Linked DNA regions of Mus musculus: all the other regions are linked to region 1. A link is a contact called in public Hi-C, HiChIP or PLAC-seq and promoter capture Hi-C data. All regions are on one chromosome and are shown on one strand. The core of a region is the stretch at or near the end of the contact, and the rest is flanking DNA. Distances in the headings are between cores, read along the strand shown.

What was found. Promoter capture Hi-C pulls out the DNA fragments that hold promoters and counts their contacts. A called contact is a pair of places that touch in the nucleus more often than the background predicts. HiChIP or PLAC-seq counts read pairs in DNA pulled down with a chosen protein or histone mark.
Region 2: an H3K4me3 HiChIP or PLAC-seq map of embryonic midbrain shows a contact between it and region 1, with 5 times the contacts expected there. The contact joins the promoter of Tbc1d22bos here to the promoter of Btbd9 in region 1. A contact is called at or near these places in 5 of 39 promoter capture datasets (the 3T3-L1 cell line, the HPC-7 cell line, hippocampal neurons and 2 more), 1 of 15 datasets of contacts at CTCF or cohesin (large pre-B cells), 1 of 484 Hi-C or Micro-C datasets (brain) and 2 of 115 datasets of contacts at active chromatin or transcription factors (embryonic midbrain and large pre-B cells).
Region 3: a contact with region 1 is called in a promoter capture Hi-C map of pre-B cells, with 3 times the contacts expected there. The contact joins the promoter of Rnf8 here to the promoter of Btbd9 in region 1. A contact is called at or near these places in 15 of 39 promoter capture datasets (the 3T3-L1 cell line, 3T3-L1-derived adipocytes, the C10 cell line and 9 more), 1 of 15 datasets of contacts at CTCF or cohesin (large pre-B cells), 5 of 484 Hi-C or Micro-C datasets (the HPC-7 cell line, LSK cells, brain and 2 more), 16 of 115 datasets of contacts at active chromatin or transcription factors (the SCID.adh cell line, T-cell acute lymphoblastic leukemia, astrocytes and 13 more) and 2 of 9 other capture datasets (adipose tissue and liver).
Region 4: a Hi-C map of B cells shows a contact between it and region 1, with 9 read pairs. The contact joins the promoter of Ndufv3 here to the promoter of Btbd9 in region 1. A contact is called at or near these places in 1 of 39 promoter capture datasets (pre-B cells) and 1 of 484 Hi-C or Micro-C datasets (B cells).
Region 5: a contact with region 1 is called in a promoter capture Hi-C map of pre-B cells, with 7 times the contacts expected there. The contact joins the promoter of Cmtr1 here to the promoter of Btbd9 in region 1. A contact is called at or near these places in 15 of 39 promoter capture datasets (the 3T3-L1 cell line, the C10 cell line, the HPC-7 cell line and 10 more), 8 of 115 datasets of contacts at active chromatin or transcription factors (the SCID.adh cell line, embryonic basal ganglia, embryonic forebrain and 5 more) and 2 of 9 other capture datasets (embryonic stem cells and macrophages).
Region 6: a contact with region 1 is called in a promoter capture Hi-C map of frontonasal cranial neural crest, with 4 times the contacts expected there. The contact joins the enhancer-like site here to the promoter of Btbd9 in region 1. A contact is called at or near these places in 10 of 39 promoter capture datasets (the 3T3-L1 cell line, HPC-7-derived erythroid cells, cranial neural crest and 6 more), 1 of 484 Hi-C or Micro-C datasets (cerebellar granule neurons) and 9 of 115 datasets of contacts at active chromatin or transcription factors (DN3 thymocytes, astrocytes, bone marrow-derived macrophages and 6 more).
Region 7: a contact with region 1 is called in a promoter capture Hi-C map of pre-B cells, with 7 times the contacts expected there. The contact joins the promoter of Ccdc167 here to the promoter of Btbd9 in region 1. A contact is called at or near these places in 12 of 39 promoter capture datasets (the 3T3-L1 cell line, 3T3-L1-derived adipocytes, the C10 cell line and 8 more), 7 of 484 Hi-C or Micro-C datasets (the HPC-7 cell line, cerebellar granule neurons, cerebral cortex and 4 more), 15 of 115 datasets of contacts at active chromatin or transcription factors (differentiating embryonic stem cells, embryonic basal ganglia, embryonic forebrain and 10 more) and 2 of 9 other capture datasets (adipose tissue and macrophages).

The regions. Positions count from the first base shown.
Region 1 is chr17:30,574,908-30,577,712 of GRCm38.p6, forward strand. Btbd9 (BTB (POZ) domain containing 9) reads right to left here and starts at 1,380. Exons shown (of 11, transcript NM_027060.1): 1 at 1,239-1,380.
Region 2 is chr17:29,594,909-29,597,713 of GRCm38.p6, forward strand. Tbc1d22bos (TBC1 domain family, member 22B, opposite strand) reads right to left here and starts at 1,397. Exons shown (of 4, transcript NR_045447.1): 1 at 1,308-1,397. Tbc1d22b (TBC1 domain family, member 22B) reads left to right here. Exons shown (of 13, transcript NM_198647.1): 10 at 940-1,015. Mir7667 (microRNA 7667) reads left to right here and starts at 630; the gene lies at 630-692.
Region 3 is chr17:29,613,373-29,616,177 of GRCm38.p6, forward strand. It overlaps Rnf8 (ring finger protein 8), which reads left to right and starts at 1,417. Exons shown (of 8, transcript NM_021419.2): 1 at 1,417-1,706. The coding sequence starts at 1,596. Gm28043 (predicted gene, 28043) reads left to right here and starts at 1,417. Exons shown (of 28, transcript NR_132314.1): 1 at 1,417-1,706.
Region 4 is chr17:31,518,719-31,521,523 of GRCm38.p6, forward strand. It overlaps Ndufv3 (NADH:ubiquinone oxidoreductase core subunit V3), which reads left to right and starts at 1,397. Exons shown (of 4, transcript NM_030087.2): 1 at 1,397-1,543. The coding sequence starts at 1,496. It also overlaps a transcript of Wdr4 not described here.
Region 5 is chr17:29,659,208-29,662,012 of GRCm38.p6, forward strand. It overlaps Cmtr1 (cap methyltransferase 1), which reads left to right and starts at 1,388. Exons shown (of 24, transcript NM_028791.6): 1 at 1,388-1,564. The region is part of intron 7 of Gm28043 (predicted gene, 28043); the gene reads left to right.
Region 6 is chr17:29,683,066-29,685,870 of GRCm38.p6, forward strand. It overlaps Cmtr1 (cap methyltransferase 1), which reads left to right. Exons shown (of 24, transcript NM_028791.6): 9 at 2,786-2,805. The region is part of intron 13 of Gm28043 (predicted gene, 28043); the gene reads left to right. Among named protein-coding and RNA genes, the nearest start is that of Cmtr1, 24 kb to the left of the region's middle. Within about 2 kb of position 1,411, at least 16 of the 459 cell types and tissues checked have an H3K27ac peak or open chromatin away from gene starts, as enhancers often do.
Region 7 is chr17:29,715,651-29,718,455 of GRCm38.p6, forward strand. Ccdc167 (coiled-coil domain containing 167) reads right to left here and starts at 1,367. Exons shown (of 4, transcript NM_026782.2): 1 at 1,284-1,367. The coding sequence starts at 1,325.

The DNA.
Region 1 (2,805 bases), core at 130-2,629:
CTCACTCACAAAAGCTCGTAATAGAACAGTGGCTCCTGAGTGGTTTTTCAAAGCAAGCTTTACTGATTCCAAGACGTGAGAACTTCAGAGACCATACCTTACAGAGACTCCGTTATAAAACTGAATCTCCTGATTTTAGACTCTGGGTGGAAACTCTAAAGTTATGTCCCTCAGTTTTTAGGCATGATCAAATGTCAGTGCTCCCTATCTTGTCACTCTCACTTGGCACTGCCTTTAACTCATAACGGGAAAGATTATTTCTTCCATTTGTCTCCATTATTCCTCCTTAAAAAACCACCACATACAACGGACCCAACAGAATCCTGTATACTGGCTGATGGCCAGTTGCATCATTTAACTCCAGTCTCACCATGCCAGCCCACGCGTGAAACACAATCTACATTTCCACCAGATAAATAACAGCCCGCACTGCTTCTGGGAAGAACACACACAAAAGGCAGGGCTGCTCTACCTGCAAGACCCTTGAAATGGCCAAAGCACAGCACGGTTCTGGGAAATAGATACAAGGGCAGATTTGAGTCTATGAGGAAGTAACAATACTGGATGGATATGGTCCCTTGGCTTCAAAAATGTGGATCAACACAGGATATAATAATAATAATAATAATAATGTTCAGAGAAGCACGTGGGCATGCACGTGAGGCTGGAAGGTCCAGGCAACAGGTTAGTCAACCAGCATCTTCACTGACAAGTCGCCTTCCCCGGGTCGTGGGTGTGCCCGACGCTCACGCAGGCACAGATTCTAACGATCTCTCTAACAACCCGCTCCTACTCCCAGACCCGCCAGGGTAGAGCTGACGGATCTCTTCGCGGTTTACCCCAAAACTTTGCGAACCCCGAGGGTCCCCATTTCCGCGTTTGTCAGGTTTGCACAGTCGGCGTCTCAGTGTGGACGCGCGGCTGCTGAGGAACGCGGGCTTCTCCCGCTTCAAATTCCTAAAAGGAAACCGGCAGCGTCGCACTGGAGTCCAGTCACTTGTCCCTCGGCACCCCTCTCTCCAGCGCCCCCCTCTCACCCCCCCCCACCCCCACCCCAGAGCGCCAGGCCCGGGAACTGACCCTCCTCAGCCCCCGTCCCCGCCCCCGGAACCAGCGGCCGAGGGGCGTGGAGCGGCGCGCGCGGGTCCGGCGGGGAGGGGGAGCGCGTCCCCGCGCCCCGGGCCCGCGCAGCAGGTGCGGCCAGGCCCCAACTCTCACGAGCGGTCCGGGCGACTCACCCCGACGATGTCCCTCAGCGACCTAGAAGCCGCCACACACGTCTCTTCCGCCAGCAGCGACCCCGCCTCGTGGCCACCGCCCCCTCGACCGCCGCCGTCGCCGCCTTCCTCGCCGCCGCCGTCGCGGCGCGCGCCCGCTTTCACGCACACCGCCGTGGCCGCGCACGCGCTCTGCGCGCTGGCGTCACTTAGCAACGGCTCAACCGTGGGCCAGTAGAACCCAGGACGCCAGGGCCCCAGGTCGCCTCAGGCGGGGGTCTTGCGGCGTGTTTCCCCAGGTCGGAGCCACTGCCCCTCCAGTACTGGGCCCTGAGGGTGTGGCCGCCCTGCCGACACCTGGCTCAGGGTGAGGCACGTCATCACACGTCACTGAATAGCGTCATCGGTCGCGTCACTGCGTAAGGGGACGAGCCGGAGCGCCGGTTGGAGAAAGCCTCGTCTTTCTGCACTTAGTCGCTTGCCTGATGGACAGTCAGCTACGTGCGAGAAGTTGGACGAGGAGAATGGGCCAAGAGAGGCATTACCAGCATGAAGGTGCTACGAGGCCAGGCCTGAAATACCACGACTCAGTTTCCTCCTTCTGTCAGTGGGAAGACGGATACCCGACTTGCCTGCGCTAGAAAGGTGTCAACTTAGGACGAAATAATGCATGCGAGGCTGCGGGCGAACTGATCTCATTCGAACTCCTTATTTCAAGACCCTGACAGAAAGCCCGGACATAAGTCCTCGACACTCCAGGACTACCAAGTGTAACGTATAAAGCCCATTAGACTCCATCTTTCACATAAGAAGCAGGCACTGTGAACTTTGAAGCCGTAGAAATTGGGTTGTAGGTCTTTCCTGGCCGAAACTGGAGAGTCGTCACTCTTGAAAGTTACTTACCTGGGTGTGTGGGTTTGAAGATGGAAGACTTAATTCCAAGCAAAGACGACTTAAATGGGCAGTGAAAATGAACAGACACAGCAAGGGTTAGGGCTGGGCCAGTGAAGGATCAGAGCCACAACCTAGACTCTGGCGGTGGGGATGGAAACGCGGAGGCCAGCTCTGAGCGGGGGAATGAATAGGTAGGCCAGGTTTCTAGCGTGGTTGCTGAGACAGGTGGGAGTAACATTTAGCAAGACGGAAAGAAAGCTGCCTTTGTGTGTCAGTTACTAAATGGTAGTGACATTCCTTACGGATGACATGGTAGAACGATGGAATGTGGATACGTTGGTTGGGGAAACATTCTCCGCTCTCATCTTCCATGTGGAACGATATCCATCAATTTAATACATCTACTTTCCGATACACGTGTCCCCAATTTATTTGTCCTTGGAGAATTGACTTCGGGATTGGTACATTTAAAAAAACAAAGGGAGCCGGGCGGTGGTGGCGCATGCCTTTAATCCCAGCACTCTGGAGGCAGAGGCAGGTGGATTTCTGAGTTTGAGGCCAGCCTGGTCTACAGAGTGAGTTCCAGGACAGCCAGAGCTATACAGAGAAACCCTGTCTCAGAAAAACCAAAAAAATAAAAAGGGGGGGGGGGCAAACTGAAGTGGGAGATCTTTGAAGAAACAGAGCAAACCCT
Region 2 (2,805 bases), core at 147-2,646, 980 kb before region 1:
ATTAGCTTCACTAGACAGTGGGCTAGCATCCCTCCGGGGCTGAGAAAATCACTGTGCAGCACTAGCTGTCATTACAGAGGCCCCTGGGCCCTACTGTGTACCCAGATCCTGTGGGCCAACCCCAGGGCAGGCCTCCTCCAGCCTTTCACCATATGCTGCAGTTTTAGGAATCCCTTTGTTTCCAAACACCGTTCCTAGCTGTTAGCCTTGGTGAACTTTTAAAATATATGTTTATTTTACATATACATATATATATATAATATTTTACTTATTTTTATTTTATGTGCTTTGGTATTTGCACACACACACAAACACATACACACACACACACACACACACACACACACATATATGCATCAGTCTGTGTGAAGGTATTGAATTCCCTGGACCTGGAGTTACAGACATTTGTGAGCTGCCATGTGGATGCTGGGAATTGAACCTGGGTCCTCTTGGAAGAGCAGCCAGTGCTCTTAACCAGTGAGCCATCTCTCCAGCCTGTGTATAGGTATGTGCACACGAGTGCAGGTGTTTGGAGGCTGGAAGTGTTGGATCACTGGGATCTGGAGTCTCAGGTAGTTGTGAGCCACTAGGAACCATACCCTGGAAGAGAGTATGCACTCTTGACCACTGAGCCATCTCTCTAGCCCCTGATATACTTTTAATATGCTTCAGGGACTGCAGAGATGGCACTGGGGAGGGAGGTGCCTAGCCTAATCTTGAGCTCCAGTCTCAGTGAGACCCTGTCTCAGAAAGCAAGATAGATGTTTGTGAGGAATGATACCTGAAATCTCCGTGGCCTGGGTAACACACACATGCTGGCACAGGCGCACACGCACATACCAGCAATAACGACAGAGCAGCCTGTCTCTATGAGCTCTGTCTAGGTGTAGAAAGCAGCTGGTTTGGACACTGCTCACCCTGGCTCTGTGTCCTTCACAGGATAATTACACGTTTGCACAGCCAGGGATCCAGAAGAAGGTCAAGGCGCTGGAAGAGCTCGTCAGCCGGATCGATGGTAGGTTGGGAGGATGGGACTTCTCCAGTAGTAGCCCAGGTCCCACCTAAGCTGTGACACTCGGTCCTCCTCGGCTCCCTTCCCAGTCAGTCCTTGTGGCACACTGCCTTGGCATCACTGTCTTCACAGCTCAGCGGGAAGGCTGTGAGCTCTCCCAAGGTCTTTCCACCTCATTCTGTCACCGTGGCCTCAGTTCCCTCTCAGCTCTGCCCCAGCCCCTCCCCTCTCCTTCCCAGTCCACAGCCCTGGTCCAGCCATTTGCTCTGGACACCTTCCTCCTAGAAGGACTTACATTCTCTTCCTTGTCCTCCTTCAAACCGTCATCCTGAGAGGGTTTTCTAGCAGTGTTCTGTCTGTGCCCTTCTGTTGCTGAGCCACCAGTGGCTTCCCGTTGCCTTTGCATGCAGTCTGAGGGTTGACCTTGCCTGTCACATGGTCACATAACAATCCCAGGCTTAACACAGGCTCCCCAAGCCTGGCTGACCTGCTGGGACCTGAATGGGCTGGAAAAGCTCGGCACAGCTCCCTGGGAGGCAGATAGCTGGGAAGAGCAGGTGCTTATAGGAGTGCAGCTTTCCAGCTCTGGCCAGGCAGGCACCTAGGAAGCCCGAGTGACAAGGACACTGTGGCCAGACAGACAGAGAAGGTTAGGAGTTACTCTTCCCTGCAGTGTGAACCTTGCAGGGGGCTCTGTGACCTGAGATCTGTAGGCCAGCGAGCGCATCTTCAGGGCTGCCAGCCACTGTACCAGCCATCTGTGCCTCCCCGTCTCTGCTGTGGGACTTCCTGCCCATCCCTCCTTTCCCTACCCAGTTGGCTCTCTCTCACTCCTTCCCAGGTTCTCTTGGTCATGGGAGCATCCTTGGTTTGTCTTGCTCTTTCATCTTTCCACGACCTAGAGCCTTGGTGTGCACCTTCACGTGCCCCTCACAATAGCTCTGTGCGGGGTAATGGCGTGCTTTCCCTCTGGGCCTCCCTGCCCTGCCCAGCCGCTGGCCTCTATAGTGGGCCAATTGTGAGGCCGTGGGTGTGTAGGGAAGAGGGGAGTAGGAGAGAGTGCCCGCGTCCCGCCAGGGTTCCCATGCTCTGGGCGGGCAGATGGGGGAGGACTGCCAGACACTTTCCACTCGGCCCCGGATGGGCATCTGGCTGTGTGAAGCCACTGACCCCGCATGGCAGGGGGTGGACAAGGGGCAGCTCCTGGTACCAGGTTCTCAGTCTCTGGCATCCCACGCTGGATATGACAGAGGAGCTGAGAACAGAATAGGGGCCCCAGGGCGGCACTCGGCCCCGGAGATAAGGGAAGAGGGCAGGGGAAAGGTGGGTACTGGGTGGTTCCCACGCAGGCAAGAGTCCTTAGTCCAGTCCATGGCTGGAGCGCAGGAAGGCCTTCTGTCGGGAGGTTAGACACGGATCGTTAAGAGAAAGCCTATCCCATCGTTCAAGCACAGCGGGCCTTGTGAGCAGAGACAGTCTATGGTTTTAGAGCTTTGTTGTAGAAAGCCAGGGGGAAAGAGAGAAGGTAGAAAGAGAGAGGGAGAGGCCGGCCATGGTCACAAGGAGAGAAGGGGGAAGAGAAAAAGAGGAAAGGCTAGAGAAGAAGAAAGCTTAAAGAGAGCGAGGAGGGGCCAAGCAGCCCCTCTTATAGTGGGCTGCTATCTTGTTGTTGCTAGGTAACTGTGGAGGAGTCTAGCCAGAATGCCAGAAGCTTGGGACATTGTCTACGAGACTATTAGCCACATGATTCTCTTGTGGGGGTGGTAACTTCGACAGGAGCCAGGGGTCCAGGA
Region 3 (2,805 bases), core at 167-2,666, 960 kb before region 1:
ACCTCAGCTCCAGGGGATCTGATATCCTCTTCTGGACATCACAGGCACTAGGCACACGCGTGGTACATACATACATGTTGGCAAGACACATACATAAAAATAAACCGAACCAAAACAATCCATAAAAATAATAAACTCCAGTTCCAGGGGATCCAACAACCTCTTCTGGTTTCTGCAGCCATTGGGCATGCACTTGGCTCAGAGACATACATGCAGGCAAAACATGTACACATATATCTTTTTTTTATTTTTTTTAAGATTTATTTATTATATGTAAGTACACTGTTGCTGTTTTCAGACACACCAGAAGAGGGCACCAGATCTCATGATCTCCTTTCGGGTGGTTGTGAGCCACCATGTGGTTGCTGGGATTTGAACTCAGGATCTTCAGAAGAGCAGTCCGTGCTCTTAACCGCTGAGCCATCTCTCCAGCCCATACACACATATCTTAAACACCCAAACTTCAGCGTGGAGAGAGAAGGGAGAGTTTCATCTCCCTAGCCCCTTCAAGCCCATTTCCATTCCTTCTGTACCCTGTATGAGCCCCAGGTAATGCGATCCATCTCTACAGATTTGCCTGGTATAATTTTTAAAGATTCAGAAACAAAATGAGGTCATGAAAAACAAATAGATGCTAAATAGGAATAGACTGAATCAACCTTAAAATGATCAGACTTTTCTAAATCACTCAAAAGTGGGTTATAATGGGGTGGAGGTATAATTTAGCTACAGAGTACATCCTTGGCTGTGTGTTCAATGTTCAGAATCTCCTACTCCCAACCCAAAGTAGGCTATAGTTCTCAATAAAATGGTTATGGCCGTCATCACCGTGTTATAAAGCAATTTTTGTTTGTTTTGTAGACACGGTCTCATATCCCAGGCTGGCCTCTAACTCACTGCATAGCGGTAGATGCCCTTGAACTCCTCATCCTCCACCACACTCTGCCAAAGGAAAAAGGGGTGGGATACAAATAAAGGTTCAGGTTCATTGCTGCTGGATCTGGGGTACTGGCTTTGGAGAGCGCAGAGAGGAAAGAAGGTATTGGGAAAGTCATTATTATACTCACGAACCCAAGGAAAGAGAGTGTTTCTGTTGTTTACTATAATTTTTAATCTATAACTTTTAAGTGTTTATTACTCTGCGCGCACACAGGCGCGCGCGCACACCCACACCCACCCGCTAGGGTGCGCATTTGGAAGTCAGAGGCCAATTTGAAAAGTCAGTTTTCCCCAGCCACCATATAGGTGAAGCCTGAGCATCGTCTCCACGCTTGCCAGCAAGTAGCTTTACTCGTTGAGCCATCCTCCAAGTCCTAAAATCTATGCTTTAGTTTAGGATTTTGTCCGCAGCAGACGTTACGCTCGTCCTTCTTCAGGCTCACACCTGCGCACTTCCCGCCCGCCTCCCGCTGCGCACGCGCACTGCCCGCCTTCCCAGGCCTGGGGCGGGCCCGCGCTCTCAACGCGGTCGATCCCCGGGCGATTGCTTCTGTCTTGTGTGTAGATTAAGTTGCGCGAGAGGAACCTCGGAGGCGGCCGGAGCTCAGGCTAGAGGTTGGCTGGTTGCTGAACGCTGCCCCAGTGCCGGTCGGGCCATGGGCGAGCCCGACCCCTTGGTCTCGGGGCAGCTCGCGGCCCGCCGGAGCTGGTGCTTGCGGCGGCTGGGGATGGACTGCGAGTGGCTGCAGCTGGAGGCTGGGACTGAGGTGAGGGCGAGAGGCCTGGCGAGCTGCGGGAGCGGGGGAAGGCCGCGCACACCGGTCGGCGGGGAGGCGCCGAGGCAGCGGGCTCCGGCCACCTCAGGGCCCGGAGGGACCGGGCCGCGAGGCCAGGCGAGTCCGCGGCTTGAGGCCCGAGCTGGAGGGCGGCTGCGCGGGAGCGGGACCCGTGCCGGAGCCGCTGTAACGGACGCGGGCCTCCCAGCGAGGAGAAGGATGGGGTCGAGAACAGGCACTGTCCCAGTTAAGGGTCTATCAGAGACGGAGAAACTGAGGCAGAGGCGTCCCCACTGATTCCTAGGAGTGGCGAACCTGTCTAGGGAGTCTGAAGATGGACGCCTGGAAGGCTGCGGAGGGCGTGGACTCTCTGGAGTTGATTTTAAGTGTGATCAGGAGTTTAAGGGTAGCATGCCTAAACCCCTCGAACTGTAATACTGAAAATAAAAGTCTTCCATTCCATCTCCGAGGGGAACTGGAGCGTCGGGGTGGGCCACTCCTGAAGTGGGTCAGCCTTCTCTCCAGAAACTGCTCACAATGTAAAGCTGACTTAAAAGGCCGGTGCTGGGGATTGAACGCAGGGTCACAGAACTTGGAAGGCAAGGACTCTACCAAATGAGCTGTATCTGCAGCTCCACAAACGCAAAATTAGAAACAAAGACAAAGTGGGAGGAACAGTTCTAAGTGGGGGAGAGGTGCTGGGTGCTGTTGTGGGCTTTCAATCCTTGCAGTCTGCTCTGGAAGCAGAACTGGGTCAGGGATGCGCTTGCAATGTAGAATCCTTGAGGTTTTGGAAAGCCTGTACAGTACTGAATGTTGGTCATGTGTACTGGCTGGTCTTTTGTCAACTTGGCACACAAACCAGAGTCCTCTGAAAAGAGGGAAACTTAATTGAGCAAATGTCTCCATAAGATCCAGCTGTAAGGCATTTTCTTAATTAGTGATTGATAGGGGAGGGCCCAGCCCATTGTGAGTGGGGTTGTCCCTTGGCTGGTGCACCTGTGTTCTATAAGAAAGCAGGCTGAACAAACCAGTCAGCAGCACCCCTCCATGGCCTCTGCATCAGCTCCCGCCTCCAGGTTCCTGCCCT
Region 4 (2,805 bases), core at 147-2,646, 940 kb after region 1:
TGTGAGAAGTGGAGGTTTTGAGTCCTATGGTTTTACAGCTCCAACTCCAGTCCCACAAAGGACAGGTGGTACCCGTTCCCCTCAGTATTATTTACTCACCTCTAAAGCATGCAAGTGTCCCCTGGAGACAAGAGTAGGTGAAGAAGGACAATTATTTGTGTGGTAGATCGAGCTTCTTCTCAGCCCACAGTGTCCGTAGCAATCTCATGTCACAGAAACCTTTCCCATTCTCAGATCTAGAAGATGCTCTCACATGGGCTGTCTCCAGTCTTCAGAGGCCTGCAATGCACTCTGTCTCTGGAGCCTGAACACTCCTTGGAGCTCCCGTCATGCCATTGTCCCCCTGACAGCCTGGACACAGCATTAACAGCTCTAATATTTTTTTTTCTTCTCAGTAATTCATTTCATTGTTCTGAATCCTTTCACTGACATTGAATTTTCCTTGGTGGAAAATTGGAGGTATAGACATAACCATCTATGTGAAATACTTACTGTGCACTGGGCAAACGTGTGCGAGGGGCCACCAATCAATCAGTGGGAAGAGGAATTCCAATAACACATACTGTAACACAGCTGTGCCTTAGATATGGTTCTCCAAAAAGCTTTGTGTGTTAAAGGCTTGGTCCTCAACTGGTGAAGTTGGGTGTGCATGTGTGTGAGTATATATATATATATGTGTGTGTGTGTGTGTGTGTGTGTGTGTGTGTATAATAGGGACAAATGACAGGTACTTTTCTTTCTCCTCCCCCCCCCCCACACTTAATTGTTATATATAAGTATACTGTAGCTATTTTCAGACACCAGAAGAGGGCATCAGATCTCACTATAGAGGGTTATGAGCCACTATGTGGTTGCTGGGATTTGAGCTCATGACCTCTGGAAGAGCTGTCAGTGCTCTTAATCGCTGAGCCATCTCTCTAGCCCCAAGTTTATCTATTGATTACAAACAATCTTTACAGTTACTCTGTAAAAGAGCAGGCTGTCTTTGAACTAGCCCTACTGCTGGTATGGTAGGTGGGCACCTCCATGCCCAGCTTCTGGTTTGTTTGTTCAAGACCACGCCCCTACTGGGCAAGCGCACTACCACCGAGTTGTATCTCCAAGAAACAACAAACTCACAAAGATCTCACCAAACACAGAAGTCTCTCAAGTCGAACCAGAAACGCAAAGGACATGATTCTAGCTGTGCAATTTTGGTAGGTTACAGACCAGAGTTAAGGGCGAGATCAGGGCAAGGTGGGCAGGCCCAAATCGGAGGGGCGGGACTTTCAGCGGGATCTACCCAGGGGAGGACCCCACGCTTTCCCGAACCCGGAATTGGTGGACTCAGTTAGGGGCGTGGCCTTAAGGAGCCCTCCCAGAATGCGCGCGCAAACGCTTGGGTCCACCATGGTGTGCGATTGGTGAACGTGGACGCGGGGCGGAGCCTGGGGTGGTGCGTGTGCACAAGTAGGTCACGTACCTAAGTGCGACCTCCGCTCTTGGCATTTGTGCCATGGCGGTCTCTCTCCTCCTGCGGGGAGGACGGATCCGGGCGCTGAAGGTAAAGGGCTAACGGGCGGGACATACCGGGCCCTTAGCCTGACCCTTAACTGCACCCGTGGGCCCGGTGCGGAGAGGGGTCCTAGGGCCTGTGCTCACCTGACCCGGACAGAAGGGTTTTCTCTGCAGGAGTGAAACCGAGTCACTGAGGCTGTTTTTAAAACGAAACCTGGCTTTCTCTGCAAAACTAGTATTGGGTTTTGTTTGGGTTGGGTTCGGTGGATGGAACCTAGGGCCCTGCGCTTGCTTGTCAAGAGCTGTCATTGAACTGGCCCCAAAGCAGGAAATGCTCACAGCAATATAAAATACAGGTGACAGAGGGCTCCCGTCGTCAAATGGGCACTGTTTAATTATTCCTTCAGGTATATTGCTCCCAGCGATTTTTTTCCAGCGTGTATCGGTACACATAATTTGTACACACACGGAGAATCATCAGTATAAATAGAAGTTTTCCGGTTCTTTTGCTCCACCCCCCAACCCCCTCCCTAGCATGAAGCATCCTAGGATCTAACACATACCTTAGCGGTTGCCGGCTGAATTACAATAAGATTCTTCTCAAATTGTAACACTTCTGAAGCAATTATCTACATCCTATTTACTAGTAGATAGTGTTTCTGCAACTTTACTAACTGTAGGGAGATAATTTTGCAAAAAGAAACATAGTATTTTGTAAAGTAACAAAATAGCCAGTAGAGTAAACTGGCTGCCCTGTATTAAGACCCAGGAGTCTTGGGCTGAGAGCCAACTGGGCCTTGCATCCAGGATCCAGGCCTGAGTGTTACAGCCGGCATGATGGCTGCCATCCAGAGGCCAGCACTTCCCTCCCCCCTCCCCCATGCTAACACAGGCTCCCCCCCTCCCCCCAACACAGGTCTGTCTAACTGAGGCTTTGCAGGACACGTGACAGCAAGAGCTTTTCTCAGAAGCATCTGTCTCCCATCCTCCCAACCCCTGAGCCCCAGGTTTCTGCAGAACATAGAACCAGGCTCTTCTCCAAGATATCCTGAAGCTTTGTATAACGAAGCTGGCAAAGTCTTTATTTTTAATAAAAACTTTCCAAGTGCCTATTTTGGGAAATTTCTGCAAAGATTAGGGAAATAAAGTTGTTTTCATTTACCCAGATGCTAATAGTGATTTTCCTGGAACTTGGGGTATATTTTTCTTGCAGCTTTTGGGGTATTTGTCAGAGCATTCATAATTCCCATATGTTATGACCATTGTAATAAGTGTGCCATGTGAATATGAATATATAATACATTGTAA
Region 5 (2,805 bases), core at 138-2,637, 920 kb before region 1:
AATAAAAATAAAATCCTTTTTTTTTTTAAAAAAAGCAGCATTATGGGAGAACATATGTTGACATTTGAAGTCTCGGGGTTTAAGAGACAAACGCAGCTGAGAATGTCCAACAAAGTTATATTGGTCTGAAAATGGGAAGAGGAGTTAGAGTTACAGCCCATCTCAGTGCATATGGTCAAATGCCACAGATGCCATTATTTCTTTTAGTCTGAGGCATTGAGAATCAGATCTAGGATCTGGTGTGTACCGGACGAACAGTCTTGACACTGAGCTATGCCTAGTCCAATGTTAAATATGTCCTATGGAACAGGAACAGGTCTTTGACCTTGGCCAGTTTGTGTCTCTGACTGTATTCTTTTTTGTTGTTGTTGTTGTTTGTTTTGTTTTTCGAGACAGGGTTTCTCTGTGTAGCCCTGGCTGTCCTGGAACTCACTTTGTAGACCAGGCTGGCCTCGAACTCAGAAATAGGCCTGCCTCTGCCTCCCGAGTGCTGGGATTAAAGGCGTGTGCCACCACGCCCGGCTCCTCTGACTGTATTCTTAAATCTATATAATGACGATACTGTAGTAAGCTACCAAACTAGTTACGCCATGTTGTGAAACACTTTCTAGGATTTTTTTTTCCCACTTTCCAAGTCAGGGTCTTACAATATATCCCTGGCTGTCCTGGAAGTAGCTATGTAGACTAGGCTGGCTTCGAACTCACAGAGATATGCCTGTCTCTGCTTTCTGAGTGCTGGCATTAAAGGTGTTCGACACTACCACCTAGCTCCTAAGAATACTTTCATTGCTAAAACTATTTTGGGCAAAAATTCGTCTCCGGTCACTTCGACCAGTCATTAAATCTTATGCTAAACTGGTCTCTTGATCAGCCATAAATTTCTATACCATGTGATTGTGATTCTGACCTAAAGGTTAACTGCCTGACCATTTAATTGTTATCACTCTGCTTCTGAAAAGAAAAAAAAAGCAATGTTTGCTTGTTGCACATGTTTGGAGCTGCCTTTCTGTATACATCACAGTTGCAGTCCTTGTCTTTAAAATGTCGAACAAACTGGAGGTCCGAGGGTGCTTCCCGCTCCTCTGCCTGAGACAGCCCCACCGGTGGTAATAAATAATAAAGACTCCACATGATTTATTAAGACATCTTGGGAGTTTTCCTTCTTCAGGTAATCCATAACAAGATGAATAAACTGAGGTGAAGTATTGATTTCCCTTCTTTAGGGCGAGAGTAGACAAGGGTTATTTTCCTAGTGGCTTTTCTCTGCCCCCCCATTCTTTCGCGGTCCCCCTTCCGCGCAGGCGCCTCGGGTCCTGCGCGCTGTGCGACCTGGGCAGTTCCCCAGGGCCAAGCCTGAGCCCAGCGGGGGCGGGGCTGGCGGGCTCGTGACGTTATCAAGCGGCGCCGCCCGCGGGGCGGGTTCCGAGCGCGACCGCGCAGCTAGCCGGCCCTGCGAGGAAAACGAAAGTGAGGGAGGAGGAGGTTGCAGGGCCAGCCTGGGCGGCGACAGTGGCGGCCTGGTCCCTCGTCTCCGCTCGCCGGCTACTCGCCCCATCCCCTCAGCGTGAGTGCAGGCGCGCGGCCCCGGGGGTGCGAGCGGGCGGGCGCACGGGCACAGCATCCTTCCCCTGCGGCGGCCGCTTTGCCCGCTTTCGGGTAGCCTCTCTCTGCTCCTGCCCCCTGTCTTGTCCCCAGCAACCTCTCGGAGCCGAGGTTGCCGCTGCTGCTGGTCGCCGCGCACACAGTATCACACCTGACGTTTCCAAAGGAGAAGCTCCGTCGGGGAGATGGCGTTCCCTTCTTTCCCCTCTGCATACGGGGGTTAGCAGCGCTTAGAAGTGCCTGGTCACAGCGCGTCTGCCATTGTAGGTCACTCGATAGCCCTTTGGCCTTCCCCTGGCCGAGGAAATGAGAGGATTGGCTTGGATTCCCTGCGAGGCCCCAGTCGAAGGTGCTGTGGTGGAGGGGGACGTTCGTATCTGCCGCCTTGCCCTTCTACAAAGCTGTTTCCTGTTCTCTCACTTGCCCCATCGCAGACCACACTGAGTTCCCAGTGGCACCCCCCACCCCCGCTTCACCCACACCCACCGGGACGACTTAAGAGTTAAATGAGACCCATTTTATGTGCTGTGAAGCCTCAGCGATGAGCTTTCCAGTAGGCTCACCTATCTGTGATGTCAAGTAAAAATGTGGCTCCTCGGGCCTGGCTTTCTGTTGGCTCAGTCGCCTGGCTTTCCTGCTTTCCTCTAATAGGCACTGCTACTGTCACTTAGGAAATTGCCACCTGAGATTGGGATGATCGTACATTGGGTCCACAGGTTCATCCTCGGGCTGGAAATACGGAAACCTTTTGCTAGGTTTCAAGGGGAGGGATTGCTATATCCCTTCAAATTCCATTACTTTCTTACCTCGACTGCTGATGCTCATTCTCCCTCCACCCCAGCAAATATTTTGAAATAAGTTGAACTGGCTCTGATTTTCATAGACAATATTGAGTATCAGTTCATAGTCAAAACAACACATGGTCTTAAAACTATATGTCTGACTCAAACGCCAGAGAAGTCTGTTCTTGTATCCCAGCGTCCCTGTTCCCCAAAGATACCAGTGTACCTCCAACTTTTAAGTCTTTTCTCTTTTCTGAGTTCTTTGAATACACTACTTTTCCTGAAGATTTTGTAATTTTTTTTTGACTTTTTGAGACAGGGTTTCTCTGTGTAGCCCTGGCTGTCCTGGAACTCTGTAGACCAGGCTGGCCTCCAACTCAGAAATTCGCCTGCCTCTGCCTCCCAAGTGCTGGAATTAGAG
Region 6 (2,805 bases), core at 161-2,660, 890 kb before region 1:
TGAAGTGTAGGCACCAGGACTACCATTCAGGTCCAAGTGGATGCTTGTTACGTAGGGAAATGCCACATGTTTGGACAGCTTCAGGCAGCTGCTTGACCTGAACTGATTGATAGATAACTAGCCAGGGAGAATCACCCTGTCAGTGGTGTGTCTTTGCACTCCCAACGTAAAAAGTGGTTTCTGTCTAGTGCACTGTGTGTTCTTTTTCATCTCCATTCTCCCTGAGGACCAGAGTAAAAGCCTAGCCTAGTGTGTTCCTAGGGAGCTGTTGACAGCAGGCGTGGGAGTGGCCAGAAGCATAGGCACACTGGGGCCTAATGTTTTAGGTCAGACAAATTATTGCCTAAGCACTGGAAAACTGGAAGCTTGGGGTATAGAGAAGGAGAGAGGAGGATTTTGTGCTCAGGATTTTATTTATCTAAGAGAAGCCTGCCTGTAACATGGGATGGAAGACAGTGAATGTGGGTATTCCCTTTCTGTCTTGTGAGTAGCAATAGAGAATTCGACAGGGCCCTTACTCACTTTATGAGTAATACTGCACTTGGCAGATAGAGGAGAAGAATACGGAAATGACTAGAGTTTTGACTCTAAGGAAGTTGATCTAGTTGAATATAATGCCACCGTATATTTGTGGCTAGTTTATAGTTTAGAAAGATTTTTGCCACAGGTTGCATTATTTAATCCTACAGCGGCCTAGAAAAATGCCTACACCCAATTTATAATTGAACTATCGAGCTTAATAGCTTCAGATACGTGCTTGTCCTTGACTGCATAGTGAGGGAGTGGCAGAGCTAAGAACTAGCTATTCCTTCCTGAGCAGACTTCTGGACAGGCCCCTTGTCTCATTACAAGGTCTTGCTATGTAACCCAGACTATCTTTGACTTTGCAGTAATCCTCCTGCTTCAGCTTTTTTCCCAAGTGCTGGATGGTATATGTACAGTACCACGCACCTAGAAGCCACTGGCTTTGAAATCCTAGGATGAATTCCTTGAGTTTCCTGCTTTCCCTTTGGCCAGAGAGGTCGGCGCCCAGGGCTAAGGCATCCATGCTGAGGATTGGTTTCTTCTGTGCAGTGTTAGAGTGCTTAGACTTAGGCTAGGATTCCTGCCTCACACCCACTCTGCTGACTGCAGAACGCTACATGATGGCCTTGGCAAATGCTATTAGGTCTCTTGGTGTATATGTAAATGATTATAATCCCAGAATCCATTCCAGAATACTGGGGTAGAGTAGAGAGCAGGTTGGGGAAGGGCTGATAGGTCCCAGTGTTCCTGGGTGGGCTTGTTAAAGGTTGGTGAGCTTTACTCTGGCTAAAGTTGCTTTCTCCAGAGATGTGCTCACTCGCTAGCCTTTGACACCTAAGAGTGACAGGGTTGCAAATACGTTATGATTTCTGCTCTTATCTAGCAGTCACACAACCCTGGATAGTCTGCCGGCTTTCTCCAGCTTGTAGGATAGGAAGACTGAGGTGGCCCTAGGCAGGAAGGAAGGAATCCCAGAGCAGGCTAGCTGTAGGGATCTGTGGTCACTCACTCTTACAGTTCATAGACAGTTGGGAAGTCACTGTGCTGGCCCAGGGCAATGCGTGAAGCTGAAGCACCTGCTCCTGACCAGTAAAGTGACATGAGGCAGACACAGACTGTCACTAGCCAGGCTGCTGCTGGTGGAGCATACCTTCAACCTTAGCACGTGGGAGGCAGAGGCAGGCGGCTCTGAGGTCAGCCTGGTCTACAGAGCAAGTTCCTGGACAGCCAGGGCTAGAGAGAAACCCTGTCTCAAACTGACTCCTACCTAACCCCCCACCCTCCCCACACACCTAAAAAAGGAGAAAGAAAAAAATACTATCAATAAAAAGGCAAGTGAATTTTTTTTGGGAGGGGGTCTCATCAGTCCTAACATGACATGGGGCCTCTGAGGGTCCCCAGAGACTACTGCCACTAGACTAGCGTCTCCTATGCCTCCTCAGCAGCTCCCAGCATGACCTGGACAAAGGCAAAAGGACACAGGAGGGTAGAATGAGGAAACTCTGGTGTGGTGTGCTTGAGCAGCAAAAGGGAGCGAGTGAATCTGAAGCCTGGACTTGACCAGTGCTGTACTAATCCTGCTCTCGTAGTCCTGACAGCCATGCCGTGCTTATGCAGACTGTCAGGAAAACTGCAGCTACATGAGAAGCATGGGAACTCTGCACTCTGTTGGTTATCGAAGTATAAACTTACTCCAAAATAAAGGCAACTGAAGGACACCACGGGAGGAGGAGCCAGGGAGGGAAGATTGAGGCTGCCCTGTAGGAAGGCAGGCCCTTGAAGCTGGGGGTTTGGGTCATGCTACAGCCACCAGACGGGCTGCTTAGGGAGAGCCGTCTATGCTCAGGCCTCCTAGACTCCGACCCCGCTCTGTGCCAGCTGCTGTGGACACTTGCTGTGTGTCTCAGTATTTCATTCTGTCTGCAGTGTTCCGCTTACCAGGGTATAAGCAAGGGCCAGTGTGGTGAGGGAACGACCCTGAGACATGGAGACAGCACTTAGATAGCCACAGAGGTGCTTGTCTGAGGAGTCTTGAGTCGGCCTGGCTGGGGAAAAGGTGCTAAGGATGTTTTGGGTGAGGAAGCTCCAGTGGGCAGTGGTGACAGTGGTGACCGAGGGGGTGTCTGGGTGTGGGGAGTGCTGGATCATGCTTGCTGATAAGTACTTCTATTCTTTTGCCTCCTCTTCCTGGAGTTCTCCTTTCTTTTCCTCACTGAGCCACCTGTTTCCCGATCTCCTTTTCTTCTACCTCTCTCTGCAGAAGCCACTGCTGAAGGAGTC
Region 7 (2,805 bases), core at 117-2,616, 860 kb before region 1:
TGTTCCACACCTGAAAAATGGTTTATGTAACAAACCGATTGTCGCTCTAAGCCCCATCACAGTCCTGGAGCACTAGACAGCACGTCAGCGCGGTGCTTACGGATCCCTCAAAGTAGCAAACCACCACTAAAGAGAACAAAAATGCAGCCAGGCATGGTGGCACACGCCTTTAATCCCAGCACTTGGGAGGCAGAGGCAGGCGAATTTCTGAGTTCGAGGCCAGCCTGGTCTACAGAGTGAGTTCCAGGACAGCCAGGACTACACAGAGAAATCCTGTCTGAAAAAAACAAACAAACAAACAAACAAAAAAGGGATCACTGAGGAGATAAGTAACCTCTGGGAGGATGCCTCGAGGGCGTCCAATATTTTGACATTGAAGCCTGATGCTGTCATCTACAAGCATGCTGTATCACATTCCTAGATGTACTGGAACACCAGTGGCCCAAGGGCCCAGGCTGAACATGCCTTCGTTGTAAGGGAGAGGAAACGAGTCCCCACTTCCAGGAAGCCCACCTGAGCATTATTCCCTGCTCTATCACCTTCACCACTTTAAGCTGGCTTCCGCCTTTTCGTTTCCTTGCAGTGTTGCTCTGTATCCCAGGCTGGCTTAGATCTCTGAGCCCTGGGACTATAACCATGTGCCACCTATGTCCTGAGTTCCACGTAGACCCTCAGTTCCCTCGTCTATACGAGCATAACAGACATGCAACAATTCATTGAACATGCAAACGAAACATGCATCAGACGGCTTTTTTTCCATGCATGACAAACTATTTTAAAGGCCTTCCCAAACACCAATTCTAGGAATCTCTGCAGATTTCCAAAGATCCTCAAGCTACAAGGCTGATACCCCACAGGAAAAACTTCCCCTCTCTGGAGACGTTTAAGCCACTAGCAGTATACTGAATAATAGCCTCGCACTCACCCTGGAGTCTTATTAGCTCCATGGTGGTCCCTCACCTACAAGTCCCGAACACCTTTGGTTCCCACCTGTCTCTTTCTGCTAAAGTCTCCCTTAGTCTCCGAGTCTCTCCTTTTAGAATACCCACTATGGCCTGTCTTCTTTGGGACTCCCCTGACCAGGGATGGAGCTGATGGTTCTCAGCTCCATCCCTGCCTTCCTCATCGTGACCCTTCACCTCCCTTCACAGCCTCTCCCAAAGCCACGTCGCCCTCGCTTCCTCCATCTGACCCTCGACGTCGCAGCCGCCGGGCCGATCGACGCCCCTGCGTCGGAACACAGTGACTAACCACGTGACTCGAACCCGACTTCTCCCCCTCACCTCCTGAGCGACACCAAGATTCTCCCGCTTCTTTTTAGTCATATTGCTTGCTGTCTTTTCCGCGCTGGACCAGCCCATTAAGTCGCACTACGCACGCGCAGGACCTCGTGCTTCTTTTTCATTGGTCGGTGCAGAGGAAGGAGGCGGGACTTCTGCGTCGCCATCTTGTTAAGGGGCGCGTCCATCCTGCAGCGGCCATGTTTGTGAGGGGCGGCCTCCGGGTATAAGATGTGCAGGGAAGCAGTTTCAGGTCTACCCGTGAGTGGAGACCTCTTTACGTACTTGAGAGCTTTTATCTTAACTTCCTTCTTTCTTTTCAAACATCTTCCTTCTTGCATCCCTCAGGGCATCCCTGCACCGTTTTTTAGGCTATCCTCGTTCAAATGTTCTTGCTCCTGCAAGGCTCAGCCTGCAAGCCCTGGCCCTTCAGTCCCAACTTGAACTGCTCTGCCCTTTGGGATCTAATATGGTCTTGCACCGTTAATCCTTTCTGTCCTGTGTTCTTTCGCATTAGCTTGTTTTCTGGTGAAATGAGAACAGCCTGCAGACATCACGGAAGGCATGAAGAAGGCTCGCAGCACACCATATTAGCCTGAGATTCCTAGGTCTTACCTGGGCTTCTGGCTTTCTTTTAGAGGCTTGTTCATGCTTAGGATTTTAGAGTGTTTAGACCTTGGACTTGGAGATGTTTTGACTATAACCCTACCACAGGACATAGACATAGAGCTGCCACCAAAGTTTTACAAGTCAGTACCTTTTCTTTTTCATTTTTTTAATTAGATATTTTTAAAATTTACATTTCAAATGCTATCCTGCAAGTTCCCTATACCCTCCCCCCGCCCTGCTCCCCTACCCACCCACTCCTACTTCTTGGCCCTGGCATTCCCCTGTACTGGGGCATATAAAGTTTGCAAGACCAAGGGGCCTCTCTTCCCAATGATGGCCGACTAGGCCATCTTCTGCTACATATGCAGCTAGAGACACAAGCTCCGGGGGGTACTGGTTAGTACATATTGTTGTTCCACCTATAGTGTTGCAGACCCCTTCAGCATCTTGGGTACTTTCTCTAGCTACAAGTCAGTACCTTTAGCATCTGTGAAGTGCTATGGTTTTTTTGTTTTTGTTTTTTTTATTAAAAGAAAAAAGTTAGCTGAGCATGGTGGACATATGAGTAGTCTCAATTATTTAGGATAGTGAGGTGGTGCATCATTTAGAGTCCACAGTTTTGAAATCAGCCTGGACAACAGTGAAACCTTAATAATAATAATAATAATAATAATAATTAATTTTTAAAAAATTGTGGTATGGCAAAAAAACTAAAAGTAGATAGATGTTGTCTGAAAGAGTGGGGATGTGGTTCAAAAAGCTGCCATAGATCCCTCAGGTACCTACGTTCCATTCTTGTACTGGATATTATCTCACACCGCAGGGCCTCTCTGCTTCGGGAACAGAGCAGGCCTGTGTGCACACACAGCTCTGTCCTTCCGTGTCTCTTTCTAAAGATAAATTTGCCCCCGTGGAA